Linked DNA regions of Macaca mulatta: region 2 is linked to region 1. Evidence: chromatin contacts called from public Hi-C data. All regions are on one chromosome and are shown on one strand. Each heading gives the region's core, a stretch centred on a gene start, on an enhancer-like site or on the middle of the called end of the contact. The rest is flanking DNA. Distances are from core to core; before and after follow the strand shown.

The links. Hi-C and Micro-C count contacts between places; a contact is called where the count stands out from the background.
Region 2: a contact with region 1 is called in a Hi-C map of cortical neurons, with 9 times the contacts expected there. The contact joins the promoter of SHROOM3 here to the enhancer-like site in region 1. A contact is called at or near these places in 7 of 14 Hi-C or Micro-C datasets (blood, cortical neurons, fetal cortex germinal zone and 4 more).

The regions. Positions count from the first base shown.
Region 1 is chr5:57,314,377-57,319,694 of T2T-MMU8v2.0, forward strand. The region is part of intron 1 of SHROOM3 (shroom family member 3); the gene reads right to left. Among named protein-coding and RNA genes, the nearest start is that of SHROOM3, 65 kb to the right of the region's middle. Within about 2 kb of position 2,890, at least 4 of the 40 cell types and tissues checked have an H3K27ac peak or open chromatin away from gene starts, as enhancers often do.
Region 2 is chr5:57,379,188-57,384,505 of T2T-MMU8v2.0, forward strand. SHROOM3 (shroom family member 3) reads right to left here and starts at 2,549. Exons shown (of 11, transcript XM_078003460.1): 1 at 1,558-2,549. The coding sequence starts at 1,725.

The DNA.
Region 1 (5,318 bases), core at 1,640-4,139:
AATTCTCTGGCAGATTCCACAGTGGACGCGAGCTAAGTGTCCTCTAATTCAATTGAATTCTGTCACTATCTGCCTGGAGATAGTGTCAGGTCCCACAAGTTGAGGGTTCAGTCCCGCAATACTGTCCTGTCTTCAGATGCCAGTCACAAGCACAGGATGTGGCCTCTGCTTCTGAACAACCAGCGATCCATCGGATTTCCATGACCGCCACTTTGGTTTGATTAATTTGCTAGAGTGCCTCACAGAACTCAGGGGTCTTAGTGCATTTTCTGTTGCTTATCACAGAATATCTGAAACTGCATAATTTATAAAGAAAAGGAAATTATTTCTTACAGTTATGGAAGCTAAGGAGCCCAAGGTATAGGGGCTGCATCTGGTGAGGGCTTTCTTGCTGGTGGGGACTCTGGAGGGTTCCGAGATGGCACAGGGCATCACATGCCAGAGAGCTGAGTCTCTTTTCCTCTTCTTATAAAGCCACCAGTTTCAGTACCGTGATAACCCATTAATCCATTGACCTATTAATCTATCAATGGATTAATTCATTCACAAGGGTAGAGCCCTCAAGACCTCTTAAAGACCCCACTTCTCAATACTGCCATGTTGGGGATTAAGTTTTAACATAAGGTTTGGAGGGGATAAACATTCAACCCATAGCATCAGAGAAATACTTTACTTATGTTTACTGGGTATAATAAAGGATACAGAAGACCAGCCAGATGAAAAGATACATAGGGCGAGGTCTGAAAGGGTCCCATGTGCAGGAGCTCCTATGCCCATGAAGTTGGGGTGTACCACCCAGCTGGCATGCAGATGTGTTTGCCAACCCAGAAGCTCTCTGCATCCCATAGTTCAGGAATTTTTATGGAGGCTTTATCATGTAGACATGATCAATGATTAACTTTATTTCTAGCTCCTTTCCCTTCTCTGGAGAACTGTGGCAAGTTGGGGGTAAGGGCTGAAAGACCCCAGCCTATAATTATGGCTTAGTCTTTATGGTGACCAGTTCCCATCCAGGAGTCCACCAAGAGCTACCTTATTAAAAGATGCTCCTACTGCCCAGGAAATTCCTAAGGACCTTAAAAGCTCTAAAATTCCTAAGGACTTTAAAAGTCAGGAACCAGAGTCAAAGGTCGAATATTAGAACAAAAGGTTCTCCCAGCATCCTTATTGCTTAGGAAATTACAAGTGTTTTAAGATCTCTGTATCAGGGACTGTGGGCCAAGAGCAATATGTGTATTTCTTATTATTTTTACAAATAGTAACATAAAGAAACAAAATTATAGAGTACATTAAAATTAAGAACATCCCTTCATCAAAAGATATAATATGATTAAGAGAATGAAAAGGCAAGCCTCAGCATGAAGATATTTGTTATACATATCTCTGCCAGTGGACTTTACTCATAATCTATAAATAACTTCATAAACCAGTAAGAAAAGACAATCTAATTTAAAAATGGGCAAAAAAGGCAGGCACAGTTGCTCATACCTGTAATCCCAGCACTTTGGGAGGCTGAGGCAAGATGATTTCTGGAGGGCCAGGAGCTCAAGATTAGCCTGAGCAAGTAGCAAGACTCACCACCCCCCATCTCTACAAAATAATTTTAAAAATTAGCCAAGTGTGGTGGTGTGTGTTTGTAGTTCCAGCCACTACAGAGGCTGAGGTGGGAGGATCTCTTGAGCCAAGGAGTTTGAAGTTACAGTGAGCTGTGATCACTCCACTGCACTCCAGCCTGGGCAATAGAGAGACACTGTCTCAAAAACAAAAAAAGAGAGAGAGGGAGAAGAAAGAGAAAAGAAAAGAAAAAGAAAGAAAGAAAAAGGGCAAAAGATTTGGATACTTTACCAAAGATATTCAAATGGCCAAGAACACATGAAAAGGTATCCAACTTCCGTAGTTCTCAGAGAAATGAAAACTGAAATCACAAGTGAGATACTACTATATACCCACTAAAATGGCTAAAAAGAAAAGGACAGAAAATACTGAGAGTTGGCAAAAGGGGGAAGCAACTAGAACTTTCTTACACTGCTAGAACGAAAAAAAAAATGTTATAACCACTTTGGGAAACTACTTGGCAGGATCTACTAAAGCTGAACACAAGATTATCCCATAACACCCAAATTCCGATCTTCACTGAGACAGGGACAGGGTTAAAGGAACCAACAAGAGATGGTGAAACATTCTGAGGCTAGCATTAGCTGTCCTAGGACAAGGAGACAGAAGAATTTTGCAATACAGGAAGACCTGTAGTTGTAGGAGCGGCTGGCCAACAGAAGCTGTGTCCTCTAACAGAGGGATGCAGCCCTGGCAAACCTGAGGCCCCATCTCCCATTTCCCTCCATTATTATGACGGGAAACCAGGGCCAAGGCAGCATGCTGACAGAGCCCACACAGCTCAGCTCCCTGGGGCCCCGAGCGGCAGGGAGAAGAGGAGGGTATAGATCTGGAGCAGCTAGCGGAAAAAGTCAAGCTCACTGTCTAATGTCCAAACTGGAGCATGGACTCTGGAGTCAGATGACCTGAGTTGAAGTTTGGTACTGCTTACCATCTGTGAGGCCTTTAGGCAACACATTTAACCTGCCCATGCCTCAGTCTCCTCGTCGGCAAAATGGAGATAATAATCTATCTCACAGAGTTGTATAACAAGCAAAAGAGTGAATACATGAGTGAATTTCACAAATGGTAGCTATCATTTTTATTTTAAGCTTTGCCCTTCACATATCCCATGCTCATTTGAACAGAGGAGTTGGTTAAATCTAAATATACTTTGTATTTGTGATTAAGGGGCCCCCTTCCACAAGAATGTCCCTCAATCTGTTTTTCTAGACCCTTCTAAAAACCTCTCGAATGTCACTTTCTCCATGAAGACTTCCCTGAGCTCCTCGTCCAGGAAGAACCTCTTCTGTGCACCCAGAGACCCACGTCCCCTCCTCCTCAGTGGCCAGTTCCACAGCCCTCACTGAAAGGCAGTCCAGTGTGTATGTCTACTCTCACTTCCTTGAAAGCAGAATCCAGATCTTGTTCTTATTTTTGAACTAACTCTAGTGTATAGCACAATATTTTATATAAATATGTTTGTTTCCCTGAATTATATTGAATTTCAGTATATTGAAAGTTACTTCAAACAAGTTTGCCATTGGTTGACATTTTAAAATCCTATTGTTATACTAAGTATTTGCTGAGATGGTTTTTATTCTGTATTGTCACTGGCAACAAAATGGAGCTAATCATAACTACTATTTATTAACTATCTACTTTGTGTCAGGGCTTTATATTTTAAGTCATGTAATTCTTACAACCAGCCCATGAAGTAGGGACAGATGAGAGAAGGCTCAAAGAGATAATATAATTTGGCCAAAGGCCACAGCAGCTAGGAAGTGGCAGAGCTATGATTCCCACACAGACTTCCACAAGGCCTGTGGTATTTCTGTGATGCCATGTTGCTTTCCATAATTAGTATATACTCAAGTGTTGTGAACAGGTACCTCTGAGCTTTAGTTACTTCCTTTATTTATATAATGAGGGAGAACTGGATGCTCTCTCAGATGGCTTCCAGCTCTAGAATGTATGATTTTAAAGAAGCATCGCTGTCTGTTCCTATCATGTGCCTGTGCTGATTACTGCTGCGGACACTTCTTTTTTCCATGAAATTGGTTAGAAAAATACAGCTGTTCTCAGTTTCCATCACATAAATCCAAGAGGCAGGACTGGTGAAACTGCCTTCTATAGGACTCAAATTTCTCCTTCTTCAATTTCATGGGTTACAGTGAAATCAACGAGAGTGTAATTTGTGTTTGCATAAAACCAGAACACATAGGAAAAGAGCCAGACATTATTGAACATTCAGGAAAGAAAGAGTCCCACACCAAAAGGGCAAAGTTCAGTACTGTTAGCTACTCTCATTATTCAGCAAATATGCCTCTCATCTGCTCGTAATAGCACAGTGCCAGCTCTCTCTAGCCTTCCCATTGCCTTTGGGAGATAAGAAGGGATTCAGTTTCTATTTTGTCAAAATAGAATATATTTGATGATTAAGGGGGCATTAATTAAGGTAGCATTAATGAAACCATACAACTTCTAAACTCTGTGATTCACAAAGAAAGAAAAAGTCAACCAGTCCTCCTTATACACTGCCTCAAAGAGGACGATCTCTCTCTCTTCCTCCTATCATCATCCATCTATTTGTCTGTTAATCTAACCATCCATCCATCCTTCCATCCATCCATTTAATCGATTCTTTCTCCCTCCCTCTCTCTGTTAATCTATCTTCCTTGAGCCATCTATCCATCTGAGCCTCAGTTCAGTTCTAGGAAAGCAGGCATACAGCATGACAATTGCAATCAGGACAAAGCAGTCACCCCATCTGTGTGAACTCCCTGGGAACTGAAAGTTCAAACTCTTAATCTACAAACATGAAATAAAAACCTGCCCAAAGCAACAGCCTATCTCTGATATATCTATGATATAGAATTAGATTTTTCTGTCTCACAACCCAGGGAAATACAACTTTGCATGACTAGAGGCAAGAGAACAAACTAGAATTGACACGGAAGGAGAGGGCTGATTACTTCAAATTGCATTGCTTCCCTGCTAAAACCATCCAGGGGTTTCCCATCATACTCAGAGGAAAAGCCAAAGTCCTCACATTGGCCAGGGGCTCAACATACTTTGGGTGCTGTGCTCCAGCCATGCACGACCTCTTTCCTGATTTTTATTTATTTTATCTTTTTATTATTTTATTTATTTATTTATTTTTGAGACGGAGTCTTGCTCTGTCACCCAGGCTAGAGCGCAGTGGCGCGATCTCAGCTCACTGCAACCTCCATCTCCCGGGTTCAACCGATTCTCCTGCCTCAGCCCTGCAAGTAGTTGGGATTACAGGCGCCTGCCATCACACCAGCTAATTTTTGTATTTTTAGTAGAGACAGGGTTTCCCCATGTTGGCCAGGCTGGTCTCAAATTCCTGACCTCAGGTGATCTGCCCACCTTGGCCTCCCAAAGTGCTGGGATTACAGGCGTGAGCCACCACGCCCAGCCTTCTTTCCTGATTTTAAAAAACATGTCAGGCATGCCCTGCGGTAGGACCTGTGGATTAGCAGTACCTCTGGCTTGAATATTCTTTCCCCAAACATTGCACAGTCTCTATGTCATGTTCCTCTGTTTTTATTTTTCTATTTTATTGATTTCCACTCTGATCTTTATTATTACTTTTTTCTTGTTTATTTGAGAGAGCAAATGATTGTTTTAAGCCACTAAATGTGGGAATTATTTTTTACTTAGCAAGAGATTACTGAAACACAAGGAAAAATAGTTTCCCT
Region 2 (5,318 bases), core at 1,299-3,798, 64 kb after region 1:
TATGCAGCAACCATGCCCTCTTTCTTACGCAAAAAGAACCTCAAATCATTCAAACAGTGGCCAACGATTCCTTGACTTCAGGAAGAGTAAGTCCTTATTGCAGAACCTGTGAAAGAAATCCTAATCAGTCTGTATTAATCACTGGCATTTTTTGCCAGTGATTGGCCTAAAGATAGGCATAGGGTACAGTTCTGGTTAATGAGATGTAAGCAAAGGTCTAATGAGAAACAAAAAGCCAAAAACCTGTCTGGAATGAAGAGGCAATGCTGGAGTCGTGGGATCCATCACGCAACCATGAAGACAAAGCCAACATCATAAGAATGGCAGAGTGGAGAGGTAAGCGGGGTCCCTGATCACATTATTGAGCTGCTGCTCTCCTTGCCTGTAAAATCTACCTCCAAACTTCTTGTAATATGAGAAAAACAAACCCCAATTTACCGAGAGCCTCTATAAACTTGGTTTTGAATTTTTTCACAGAGGGAGGGCTTCCTAACTGACACACACTTATGCACATCCTTTCATTTTACTTAAGAAAGTTAAGGAAAAGTCATACAACTTACAATGGTGTCCTGTGCACTCGTGGCTTACCTCTGTGAAACTCAGTTCTCCCTGGCTCATCCACAGTAAGAATTACTTCAGTAATTTGAAAAATTACCTTTTGGAATTATTTCTGGGGATATGAAAAATAACCTGAACCGATAACAGAGCTCAAATGCAATCCATATTACCTTCTTCTCACCCTCAAACTAGAAATTTTTTCTCCCTTAATTACAAATGTTTCTTGATGAATGCACATGTGTGAAAAGCCATTATAATCTGTTGTATCAGACTATTAAATATTCTAAAAATGTAAAAGCAGTATTATAACAAGTAATGTTAATCTGTAGTTTAAGAGAAAAATAAAAATATTAACCCTAGTACATAAAAATTTCATTGGTATGACTACCCACACCAAAAGATAAATGAAGAATTGAGATATGCTGCAAGATGACTAAGGTTTAAAAAGGGATTCAAATATACAGATAAATAAGAGAGGTAGAAATGTTTTGATCTTGAGTTATACTGAAAGCTGATTTAATTCTCCTTTCTGAGTGTGGGGAAAAAAAGCAACACATGGTATTTACGCAATCTATTATCCAGAATTATAAGCAAATTTAAAATATTTTTAGATGCTGTTTTCAGTTAAAGAAAGAAAAAGCAGATATTTTTGTATGCACAAATATATACCATGCCACCATCTTAACCATGTTATTAATCTTTAATCTGATTTATAACTGAAAAGCTCATGTGGTAACTGATTGTATGCGATTTCATTCACAAAAGAGAAGATTATCCATCAAATAGGCACATTTTTCTTGGGATTTCACAGAATAAATGAGCTAGACACATTTTTCTTTCAAATACCAGGCTATCTAAAATATTTCCAGATAATCAGAAAGGCATGAAACAGCAAATTAAGTTATATTAAGGCAGTTATCATTATTTTGCATTTTTGACAAATCTGACAAGTTGAAAACAACAATTTGAATAAAAGGAATATTGGAAAAAGAAACATACCTTAGAGATGATTAATGGTTCTCCGTGCTCCAGGCCACCTTTCAGAGTAAAACCCCAGGGAGCTCCTCCCTCCAGGAATGCCTCCAGATAAATGTACCTTCCCCTGGGGGTCGTGTTAGAGTTTAATGTGGCACTAGGCTTGTGGAAGTTTTCAGTGGTCCTCATCATGCCAACACATGATCCCTCAAGTTAAATTTAAAATGCCTGAAGCAAATTCAGGCAAGCAGTGCTTCTACAGCACAAATTGTCCCATCCTTCAGGATACACAATGGCCAAAAGAGAGGTTTGGAGAAGCAAATTCTTCCATACATAAAATGTTCTTCCAAGCTGAACTCCAAGATGCTGAACCAGAAGGAATTTTCACTTCAATATTTCTGAATGTAAATCTTCCTTCAGGAATTCTGGGTTTTCACTGAAGCCCCCAAGTGGTATACATCTCTACTCCGTTCGTAAAAACTTCCTTCAGTGGCACTGTGAAGATTGCTTTTTTGAGCTTTTATTTCACACATACACACACTAAAACCATTTCTGCCTATTTTACAGAGAAAATTAAAAGCATCTTACAATATAGTAAGAAAATAACAAATACTCAAAGGAATACCTCATTTTTGATTGATTATCAACCCTTTCTTCCTCTCGGAGTGAAATTTACCATTACAATAGCCTCCTCCCTCCCCAGAAGTAGCTTAAAAAGAAAGAAAGCACTTACTATGCTTCGGATCACTTCAGAATTTTCTAACTTGTCCCAAAGAGACAGAGAAGCTGTGCTAAAACTTACTTCTTTTTTTCAACAATAAGTTCATAGTTTGTTTCTTAGGAGAGAAAAAAAAAACCTTTTGCAGGATGTAGAGAAAATGAAAAAGCACGGTAAATTAGTCCTTAATGGAAAAAATATGAAGGTGGCAGCTCAGTTCTTTTCTTTGGTATTTTCAGTGACGATCAGCCACCGCTGTTGCCGCCACAGCCACTTGCCTCCTCTGAGAGAAAGAGTAAGGAAGTTAGAGGAACATGGATTAAGGCAAAGTGAGGCACTGCAACCTTTCTGCACACTAAGCACTGCCATGCAGAATTCAGCTCACCACAAAGACCTGACAATCCAAACAGTCTTACAGTTGATAACACGTAGAAAGTTAAAAATACTATACAGATGGCTAATTACCAAGGGATAGAAAATAGTTCCTAGAATAGCCCTGCCTTGTACCAATTAAAGGAGAATTTCAGGGAGTGAGACACAGGCATTTGCGTGTTTAAAAACCCTCCAGGCAATTCTGCTGTGCAGCCAAGTTTGAGAAGCAATGCCTAAGTGATTTGGGTAAACATTTAAGTACATGTCAAGGTGGTGGCACAAGGGCTTTATTTTTTCATTAGAAGAAAATACTACCAAGTGTAATATACGAAATGGGACTTTCCAATCAAATTTCTGCTTGTTTGACTCAATAAAAACAGGACGCAGGTTTTCTTTTTTCTAGGTTTTCATTGTTATCTACTCCAAGATTATTATCCACTCTTTAAATGAAAAGAAATCTACAATGCCTTGTGGGTAAGTACTAGGTACTCGGGAAGGAATGTTGTTCTGATTTCATGTTATCAATGTAATTTTGTAATAATGTTATATAAAATTTAACATTCATATTTTGTATTAACACTTTGAACAGTAGAAGATAACCATATCTAACCCAGAAGCCTCAGCTATTTAGTTATTGGAGCAGATTAGAATTACTTCCAGGGAATATATGTACTAAAACTTTTTTCTGTTTAAAAGTATGGGATAATGAGAATTCAGTTGAAAACTGAAGTTAAAAACTACTGTGGGGCTTGATAACAATTATTTTGGTGTTTGTACTTACAATTAATGAAAGGCTGATACAGAAAAGCAGGTGTATGATATTAAATTACATGGTATTTAATTTATAACACTGGAGAGGTGTTGTTTGATTTTCAATGGTAACTTCACTTGAAGGGCTCAAAGACAAAAAAAAAAAAAAAAAAGTAAAACCTCATGTAATGGTAGTATGTGAGTGGAAACATGAGGAAACCTAAGGTGTACCAAATGAAAGTATGTGGTAAAAATTGGCTGATTCTTACAGGTAATTTATGCAATTTCTATTGTGGCTTTCTTTTACAGCTTAATTTGTAAATTAGAATAAATGGAGAAACATTAACTTTTCTTTCATTTCAAAGAACATATGTATTTTAAATAAAATTCCTAGGTAAATAAACAGCTTTTTTTCTGAAAAATTATTTTTTGAGGCTCTTATTATGTTACTCCTAACACATTTTGTAAAAACTGGGATTTTACAGAATCCACATTTAATATTAAAAGTAACACAGCTATACAAAATTTCAGTTAGACAGGAGGCACAAGCTCAAGAGATCTATTGTACAGCATGATGACTATATTTATAACAATGTATTGTATATTTGGAAATTGCTAAGATTAGATTTTAAGTGCTCTCACCACAAAAAAATTAATATGTGAGGTAATAGGTTAGTTCCTTGATTAGCCATTTTACAATGTATACTGACATCAAAACATCATGTGGTACACTGTAAGTATATATACTTACAGTATATATACTGGCTATTCTGGCTCACTCACTAACAGTAAAGTAAATTAACTGTAGACAATAAATTGCTTTTTTTTTTGACACAGAGTCTCACTTTGTCACCCAGGCCGGAGTGCAATTTTTAGTTGTCAATTTAAAAAATAATAAACAAAAAAATCAAAGTAATGAAACTAACGGCAAAGGAAATAAGGAAAAGATAATATGAACCCAGTGCTTGTAGACTGATGAAACCTCCATTTTAGATTATCACCAAAAATATTGAAGAAACAAATATATAACTGAAATTGATACATAATCTGAAAAAAATACGTAAAACTTCATTTTGTGGACCTTCAGTATAGCAGCTGATAGACCAGGGTTGGAAGAACTTTTTTCTTCCATCTTCCATTGATCAGATTCAAAGAATGTTAAAGCCGCAAGAGAAAATCCTCCTACGCCCTTGATTTTAGAGGTAAGGACACAGAGGCCACCAGAAGGTTAAATGATCTGACCAGAGTGATCCTGCAAGCAACACAAGCAGGCATGAAATTTAAATCTTCAGATGTTTGGGAATGAAATCTCAAATTAAGTCAGGTGTTTTGCATAGTTTATGGTGAAAAGACAACTTTCCTTTGGTATAGCATTGCTAATTCATAAGGAGAACTTCTGTTAGGGTATGTGATTTGGATGCAAACTCTTAATTACAGAATGCAATCAGACTCTCCTCCCCAAAAAGAGAAAGTCAACCCTATTGTCTCAGGATGCTGACAGTGGAACGAAAGGTTAGGATTTTAATTGAGAACAGCATAGGATTCAGGCTTTCTGATAGAGGATGTCTTTTATGCCCATTCAACATCCCTCTAGGGAAGCACTTCTTCCTCGATCCTGTGGTGCTGGTGGGCTGTCCCTGTCCCAGGCTCCAGGGTGGATGTAATGACCCAGGAATCAAACCACCCCTGGCTCAAATGATTGATATGTGGATGGGCAGGAGACTTAAGTGTGACCAGTGTTATAACTAGAAATGTTACCAGTGCTGTCAAAAAAGGGCATTTTCTCCTATGGGTTGCTAAGTTGGTAGATAAAATTTTGGAGTTGCTGGAAGTCTTTTTTTTTTTTTTTTTTTTTTTTTGAGACAGAGTCTTGCTTTGTTGCCCAGGCTGGAGTGCAGTGTGTGATGGTGGCCTACTGTAGCCTCAACCTCCCAGGCTCAAGCAG